Regions from separate parts of the Mus musculus genome. Here regions 2 and 3 are each linked to region 1. The links are chromatin contacts, called in public HiChIP or PLAC-seq maps. All regions are on one chromosome and are shown on one strand. Each heading gives the region's core, a stretch centred on a gene start, on an enhancer-like site or on the middle of the called end of the contact. The rest is flanking DNA. Distances are from core to core; before and after follow the strand shown. Region 1 overlaps Mcm3ap (minichromosome maintenance complex component 3 associated protein). Region 2 holds the start of Dip2a (disco interacting protein 2 homolog A). Region 3 overlaps Dip2a (disco interacting protein 2 homolog A).

Region 1 (2,700 bases), core at 13-2,512:
AATGGGCCTCTTTTTCCAGTGATAGCTGACTAGGCCATCTTTTGAACCTAGGACATTCTTATATGTCAAGTGGGACTGTACCCCTGAGCTACATCCTCAGGCCATATGCAATCCCTACACTTCTTTTCCTAAACCATTTTTAGCAGAACCTTTCCAGGAAGTCTCAGGTAATATCACTTCTTTATATTTTGTAAAAGCATTCATTCTAAAAAATTAATTAGATAAATCTGACATTCAGATGTAATATATAAATGGTCATTTTAATTTCATAAAAGCAAAACCAAGGCTGGGCGTGGTGGTGCACGCCTTTAATCCCAGCACTCAGGAGGCAGAGGCAGGTGGATTTCTGAGTTCGAGGCCAGCCTGGTCTACCGAGTGAGTTCCAGGACAGCCAGGGCTACACAGAGAAACCCTGTCTCGAAAAAACAAAACAAAAAACAAAAAACAAAAAACAAAAAACAAAAAAACAAAAAAAAAAAGAAAGAAAAAAAAAACAAAGCAAAGCCAAAAAACTTATTTAACATATTACTGAAACCATACTATGGGTGTTTTTTAAATTTTATTTTTATTCCTGCCTGCTGTATCTTTAGAAATAGTGTGTGTGTGTGTGTGTGTGTGTGTAAAACATAAGATTAAAATGGAGATCACTAATATAAGCTGGACAGGACGGTACATGCCTATACTCACAGAAGAGGAAGAGGAAGCATCACTTCTAGGTTACCCTGACTGCCTAGCAAACTTGAGATCAGCCTGCCCTACATGACAGTGTCTCAAAATCCAAACAACCACATATATTACATTCCAGACAGATGAGAAGATAGGTAGCTCAGGAGAGAAACCAACAAGTACCCTGACAGACCTTTAAAAGGTGAAACCATACCTTCACTGTGCCTTGTAAATCATTAACAGAGTCAGGAATCTCAACAACAATGTAATCGGAAATCAGCTTGGCTGAAACCAAATCCTGTAACATCAGACCTTTAAGAGAAACAGGAAGGACCCATGTAATAATACTCATTTTGCACATGCGACACATCCCAAGCTAGTTGTGGCCCTGCGCTGTGGACAGAACAAATAGGGCACTAACCCCAAAGCTCCCCACACTGCTCTGCTGGCCATCCATCACACTCATGCCCCACCCACTTCTTAAAGGTATGGGATCAGGAACGGGGCTTCCTTCACACACCGTCCTCTACTGCCCTCCCCGCGGAGTCCCCTCTGGAGCTGGGCACGAGGACCACCAGCGGCAGGGCAGGCTGGAAGGGCTTGGCCTGCAGAAGCTGCTTGAGCTGCAGTAAAGCCGACAGCCAGGACAGTTCCTCCTCTGCCACCTCCTCACTCTTCACTTTCGGGGGAAGCAGCAGCATGAGCCCACTGGTTCCCAACAGGTCCTTCTGGGTCTCCACAGCATCAAGGGCACTGTCACTAAGGGTGCCATGAGCCACCTGCAACAAAATCAAAGATGTCAGGGTGAATGTACCAGAGGACAACACAGGAGACAGTCTGCCTCAGCAAGGACAGTTGCAGAGCTCTATTCACTGTGCCCTGGACAGTCCTTCAAAGACAAAGCTGGGCCACGCATGGCGGCGGCACAGGCCATTAGTCCCAGCACTCAGATGGATCTCTGAATTCAAGGGCAGCCTAGTCTACGGTGCAAGTTCCAGGACAGTGAGTAGTGAGGGCTACACAGAGAAGCCCAACCAAACCAAACCAAACCAAACCAAACAGAACCAAACCAAGCCAAAACAAGAAAAAGCAGAGAGAGAGAGAATATAAGGTAAATATATTTTCAGGAGGATAGCAATCAGAAAAATTCCCCCCTCCATGTCCTTTCCTCAGAATCATCTAAAGGACTAAACCAAGAAAAGGTATTGTTACTATCACCAACACCAACATCACACAAGTACTAGCCATTGTTCCAAGACCATATGCACAAATTTACTTCAAACCCAAGGGCCTACTAAGCAGAGCCCTAGCAAAGGAAATACACCGTGTTGGGAACTTTAATTAGTAGGAATATTGTGTTTAAAAGAAATAAGGACTAAGAAACCTGACAAAATCAAAGAGCTATGAGAATGACATTAACAGGGATTAGTGCTCGCAATAAAACAAAAAGGGGCCTAAGGTCTGCTGTTGGGTAGAGGCTGCAGCTTGAGTCAAGCAAAAGATAAAGTAGAAAGGAATCCTGTAGAGTGCATCACATTCTCAAGGAGGAATGTGGCAGCCAAGGCTCAGTGCTTGCTGTAGTCTGGCCCTGAGGAGCCAAGTGTTTACTGCTTGGCCTCCAGCTTGGCATGACTGGGAGATGGGAGGGATACTGAAGAGGTGGGATCTGTGGAGATATGAGGTCACTGGGGACATGACTTTGAAGGACTGTGGGCTGCCAACCTCCTCAGCTGTGTCCTGGCTGTCAAGTGTACACTTTTCTTCTGCTATGTGCGTCCTCAGAAAAGCAACAAGGGCATCAGTCATGGACTGAAACCTTCAATACTATGAGCGAAAGTAAGCTTCCCCTCTTAAAAAAATGGATTATATCTGGATAATATTATATATTATTATTTGTAACCACGACAGAGGGCAAGTACATTGCTCTCCCAGAATCTGTACTAAAACCTTACACCAAGTAGATGGCTGTGGTATATTAATCAAGATGTAAAGAAAAACAGACAATGGCATTTACTTCGATCATCTCAGAGTCAT
Region 2 (2,700 bases), core at 141-2,640, 160 kb after region 1:
GAATTTTTAAGTCTTTATTGTAAACACTTTTTTGTTCCGACGTCAATAAATAAAAATTCAGCTCTTTGAAGGACAAGGACATCATTCCCTTCCTGATTCCTGGCAGCCTAGAGTGAGGGACTGTCAGCTAAGCAGCTCCTTCCCCAGCAACCTGCTGGAATGCCTTCAAGTCTGGCTGTTTTCCGTACTTTACAGTCAATGTGAAAATACTCCAGCAGCAAGCTAATCTACTACAATTGAATCCAGGAGACCTGGTCCAGGAAACCTTGCTCTGGCCACACCCACTCCAGACAGTGCACCCGCCTCGAAAGGCGAAGCCCAGATGCTTTTTTTTTTCTCGACCAGTAAACTTTCGGCAGCTATTATTCATTCAAGAGGACAGGGAACACTTCCTTAGAAGAAACCATTGATCAGAGAAACGTGAGAAGTGTTGACCAGCTTTCATGCAAAGCTTGTGACTGCTTCCTATATAAACCTGTGACCTGCGGAAATAAATAGTCCCTCGTTTGCATACCACACCTCCTGCCTGTATAACCAGATTAGTCAGCTCAAATCAGATGTTTTAAAATCAGTTGGGGACACCTTCCTATGCTGTTCCTTGTGGATGTAATATTAGGCTCACTGAAAGCCTCCAAAATGGTCTTTTTTGTTGCCTACCTGGGATTTTTAATATATGTAGACAGTGGCAAGAGGGTGGCTAATGAGTAGTAGAAATAAAATTGTGTGTGTGTGCGTGTGTGTGTGTGTATATATATGTATGTAAGTATGTATGTATGTATGTATATACATGTTTATACGTATATGTGTATATATACCGCCACTCTGAGAATAGCTCCTTCAAAAATCCCACTAAGGTTTCCAACATGTCAGATCTATGCTTCCATGCCCCAAGGACATCTCAAGGACTGAGACACTGCCAGAGCTCCTTCTTGGTCAATGTCAGAGTGCTTCCAGGGTTATTGTGAAAGGGAATAAGCAAACACACTTTAAGGGCGGCAGAAAACCCGCCAGAGTTAGCTGATACCATAGCAGGAACGCGGACAGAATTAAGCGTGCCAGCAGGGCTCCTGAGGAAGAAGAAGGTGGGGATCCCGGAGGAGGGTCACCTGGGCGACATTGAAGTCCGTTCGGTGGGGTCGCACGTCTCCCGAGGCGCCTCTGTCCAGCTCTCCCGCCCGCCGCTCCTCTCGCACCCCGAAGCGGAGTAAAGCTCCGGGCTGCTCCGGCGTGTCTTATTGGCCAATGGAACCGAGCCTTTAAAGTTGCTGGGCGGGGCCGGCCCGGCGTACCCGCGCAAGCGTTGCCCCGCCCCTCAGCCGCGCACGCGCGTCCCCAGCGCGCTCCCGGAGCCGGAGCCAGCCGCGCTCGCGCCCGTGCCCGCGCCCCTGCGAAGCAGCCCCGGCCGCGCCCCGCCCGCTGCCGGCTGCGGGCGGCCGCTGCGGGTCTGCAGGCCCCGGTTGGGGGAACGCCTGAGCCACCGGCCATGGCCGACCGCGGATGCCCTCTGGAGGCGGCGCCGCTGCCCGCCGAGGTGCTCGAGAGCCTGGCGGAGCTGGAGCTGGAGCTGTCCGAAGGTGAGCCGCGGGTTCCCCCCACCCCCCACCCCGCCAGGGACCCTCGCCCGAGACCCCGCCCAGGGACCTCCGGGAGCGTCACCCCCGGAACCTGCGGGTACCCTCATACGGGATCCCCGCCGGCCTCTCCTCGGCATCCCTGTCTGGGCCGCTCGCCGGAGAGCCCGCCAGCTTCTGCAGACTGGCGGGTGCCCGGCCTCCGAAGGACACCGGGAGGGACTGGCTTGGGAGGTGGGCCTAGGCGCACTCTTGCTGCCCGACCGTCAAGGCCACGGTCCAGGTCCGGGCTTCCAGCGTGTGCCCTGCAGCCTGTCGGCCAGCAGGAAGCCCGGGATGCAGAAGCCGAGCCCCACCCCTGGAACCTCAGACTGCCTCGTGAGCCTCAGTTTCCTCATCTAGAAAACGAAGCAAAAGTACACTTGCGCCTTGTGGATTATGAGGCTGAAGTGCATTAACCTATAAACATGTAAAACGTGTTTAACACTTAAAAGGTTTATTCCTTTACGGAATTTTGATACAATTACACTGGGGGAGGAGGTGGGGGACAGGCAAGGGTCACGGTGCCTGCGTGGGGAGGTCAGAGGTCAGCTTGCACGGAGCTGGGAGCTGGTGCTCTCCTTCCACCTTGTGAGTTCTGGGAATGAACTCAGGTTGTCAGATTAGAGGGCAAGTGCTCGCCGGGCCAACCCGACAGCCCTCTCTAGGTGAGGATTTTTAAAAAGTTAAAAAGTCAAATAAGTGGTTGTTAGAAACAGACTAGGGAAATAATAGAACTCCAGAGATGGGAGTGGCGCCCTCAATTTGGACGCCTGGGAAAAGAGTTCTGTTCTCCATAAACTGACCTCCAACCCTGGTGGAAAAGCATCTGTGCTTGTTAACTCTGCTTTTGAGACTTAAATGCAATTAGAACTTGTTAGAATCCATCACCCCCCCACCCCACCCCATTTAGATTGTTAAGCTTTGCTGTGGTAGGTTTAGTGAGTTTTTGAGAATTCTCTTTTTCTTTTTAAATATATGCATTTCCCCTGCATGTTTGTCTGTATATCTTATGCGTGCCTGGTGTTCCCTGGAGGCCAGAATTGGGTCCTAGATTCATGTTGGTGCTGTGACTTGAACCCAGGTCTTC
Region 3 (2,700 bases), core at 17-2,516, 190 kb after region 1:
ATTAGGTCGAACAAAATGTCTCTGTTGGTAAATTTTTGTCTCCATCCAGATCCACCTCTTTCTTATCTGGAATGTGTCTTTTAGAGACAGAAGCACTTTTATAATCCTGTGGCCTGGCAGTTCCAGACTGGTGGTGTGTGTCCCAGGCCTCAGAATCATGCTGGTCTCTTGATGTCCTGTGGTCCTTTTCTGTTCTCCAGGTGGTTGCACCTGGCTCTCTTGTCACTGCTTTTCCTGGGACTTTGCATATGTGACTGTAAGGGCGGCCTGCTGTCCTTGTGCACGGGCCCTGCTATGGGGGGGGTTAAGGCGATAGCTTCCATCTGACTCTCTTCCTATAGATAGTCTTCCTAAAAACAAGATGCCAGTCCACTCCTAAGCTCTTGGATGTCAGACATCTTAGAAAGGTGCCTTGGGCCGTCTGAAACCCAGCATGTAAGTGGTTGTGTGATTAGCTGTGTGTGAAGCCCACCGACACCCGTGTCCCAGGATCTTAAAGAGAACGAGGACAGCCTGCCTGGAACCTCAGTGCTCAGTGGGGAGGGTGCTGGAGCCAGAGCTGTCGCTGCCTCTTCCTTCCATTCTGCTGACCTGGGTGGCGAGCACTTGCCGTATATCAGGGCTGCCTGGGGAGGCAGTAAGGGTTCCTGCAAGCCACGTTAGGTGGTGCTGGGACCATCTTCTGAGTTCTTTTCCTGTCTGCTGTGCTGGCTGGATTAGGGCTGAGTGGCAGGGTTTCTCCCGGTAGCCTGTGGCTTGCGTTAGCATCCTCTGTGGGGCCTGTCAGTACAGTTCCTGTAATCTGCTGAACATCTGTTTTCCAATGCAGCGTGTGTCCCTGGGAGACTCGAGCTTCCCCTGCCACGTTGTGCTTCTTGCCCACGCTGTGTGAAGAGTGGGGCCACAAGAGGAGGTAGCCATTAGAGCAGCCGCCTCCAGGGTCTGTGGCTTGCTTGTTTCCTGTGTGGCTGTCGGCCGTGGTCTCCGTTCCCTAAGGAATCTTGACAGTCTAGAGCAGGAAAGCAGCCATTGCTTTGCTTTTCTGTTTCTCTGAAGGCTTTGACCTTGGTTTTGTTCTACGTTTACTTGTTTGTTTAGTGGTGTGTGTGTGTGACCATACACAGGTACACACATACACAGACACAGACACACACACACATACACACACACACCCTCTACAGGCATTTGGGAAGGCTAGACAAGAACAGTGACTATCCTGCTTTATCTACCCTTGTCTCTTGAAACAGGATCTCTCACTAATCCTGGAGTTAGGCTGGCTGCCAGCCTTCCCACTGAACAGTCAGTGCTGCGACTATAGTCTCGCACATCCCTGCTTCCTGCGTGGGTCCTGAACGTAGGCTCGAGACCACTGAGCATGACCTCTTACCTCTGAGTAATGCTTGGTTTCCGGGCAAGGCTGTCTGAGGCTCTTTCAAAGAGGGCAGAACCCAAGAGCACACACCATGAAAGGCTTGTCACTGCTAGGCTGTTAACTCCTTGTTTAGCATGTTAAACGCGCCCTGGCTCTCAGCATTCGGTAAGACAGCATCAGGGCTTCGATGGTTAGGCTATGGATATCTTACCAAGAACTTACCCTGGTGTCTGTTGGCATTAGGAGTGCTCATCCTTTGAAGAGGATGTGGCTGTAGGTATTTATAAGGTAGCATTGTTGCCTATGCTGATGGATGATCATCTTGTCTCCTGCAGGTGTGCTGTGAGGGCCCTTTTCCCTTCTGACCTGCTTGGCCTAGCACTGACTGATTCTACTCAGTTAAAACAACAGATCTCAACTTGGATTCTAATACCTTACTGCAAATGTAGTTTTGATATGCTACTGGATAACTGAAGAGCACAGTTAGCTTGATTTCTAAATTTTACTTGTTTATTCTTTTAACTACATTTATTCTTTGAAATGCATTTTAAGTTATTTATTTTGTGTGCATGTGTGTGTAGGGTACATGTGTGTAGGTCGGAGGGAAGCTTGTGGGAGTTGGTTCTCTCCTCCCAGCACGTAGGTTCTGCAGAGGGAGCTCAGGTTGTCACACTTGGTGGTTATTGCCTTTACCTGCGGAGCCAGTTTTGTTACTCTGTGTGTGTGTGTGTGTGTGTGTGTGTGTGTGTGTGTGTGAATGTGCCACAGTGTGCACGTGGCAGTCAGTCCTCTCCTTCCCAGGGAATGAACTGAGGTCAGAGTTCACGGCAAGTGGTTTTATCTGCTGAGCCTTCTCATTGGCTCTTAACTTGATTTCTGAATTCAGATTTAGCTTCCTTAATCTCAAGTCTGCAATTTAGAGCAGCACATTAGAACATTTTAGAGTTTCTGTTAGGAGTGCTTAACTAATGAGGTATGTGACTGTCCCAGATCTATACTCCTCTGATTTCTGAACTATGAAGCTCCCAGCCATTGGCCTAGGGGCTGCTCAGTGTGTACCCAGCTTCCCGTCCTCATCACAAAGCTCTAACATAGCTCTGCAGCTGAATGAAGGAAAGATATAGGAAGAACAGTATAGTAAGTAAAAATTTTGAAGTATAGCTTTTTAGATAAAGGTATGTTTTTGTATTAGTTTCAGGTTTTGGATTGAAGAAATAGAATACATTAAACATTTTGACAAAGATAAAACATCTACCTTCAAAAACAGTATTTATAGTGATAGTTTCATAAAGCAAAGTTTAGTTTTATGTAGCTGATAATATACTTTG

The links. HiChIP or PLAC-seq counts read pairs in DNA pulled down with a chosen protein or histone mark.
Region 2: an H3K27ac HiChIP or PLAC-seq map of extraembryonic endoderm stem cells shows a contact between it and region 1. The contact joins the promoter of Dip2a here to the enhancer-like site in region 1. A contact is called at or near these places in 1 of 39 promoter capture datasets (the HPC-7 cell line), 1 of 484 Hi-C or Micro-C datasets (embryonic stem cells), 3 of 115 datasets of contacts at active chromatin or transcription factors (embryonic stem cells, extraembryonic endoderm stem cells and microglia) and 3 of 9 other capture datasets (adipose tissue, liver and pancreatic islet).
Region 3: a contact with region 1 is called in an H3K27ac HiChIP or PLAC-seq map of extraembryonic endoderm stem cells. The contact joins two enhancer-like sites. A contact is called at or near these places in 1 of 39 promoter capture datasets (liver), 6 of 484 Hi-C or Micro-C datasets (the Ba/F3 cell line, the HPC-7 cell line, embryonic stem cells and 2 more), 1 of 115 datasets of contacts at active chromatin or transcription factors (extraembryonic endoderm stem cells) and 3 of 9 other capture datasets (adipose tissue, liver and pancreatic islet).

Annotation. Positions count from the first base shown.
Region 1 is chr10:76,502,908-76,505,607 of GRCm38.p6, reverse strand. Mcm3ap (minichromosome maintenance complex component 3 associated protein) reads right to left here. Exons shown (of 29, transcript NM_019434.3): 22 at 1,187-1,445; 23 at 881-978. Among named protein-coding and RNA genes, the nearest start is that of Lss, 27 kb to the left of the region's middle. Within about 2 kb of position 1,262, at least 12 of the 459 cell types and tissues checked have an H3K27ac peak or open chromatin away from gene starts, as enhancers often do. A contact at or near this core is called in extraembryonic endoderm stem cells, where this site is marked.
Region 2 is chr10:76,343,981-76,346,680 of GRCm38.p6, reverse strand. Dip2a (disco interacting protein 2 homolog A) reads left to right here and starts at 1,390. Exons shown (of 38, transcript NM_001081419.2): 1 at 1,390-1,574. The coding sequence starts at 1,484. Gm40699 (a long non-coding RNA gene) reads right to left here and starts at 1,386. Exons shown (of 2, transcript XR_871838.2): 1 at 1,107-1,386.
Region 3 is chr10:76,314,972-76,317,671 of GRCm38.p6, reverse strand. All of the region lies in intron 5 of Dip2a (disco interacting protein 2 homolog A), which reads left to right. Among named protein-coding and RNA genes, the nearest start is that of Dip2a, 29 kb to the left of the region's middle. Within about 2 kb of position 1,266, at least 34 of the 459 cell types and tissues checked have an H3K27ac peak or open chromatin away from gene starts, as enhancers often do. A contact at or near this core is called in extraembryonic endoderm stem cells, where this site is marked.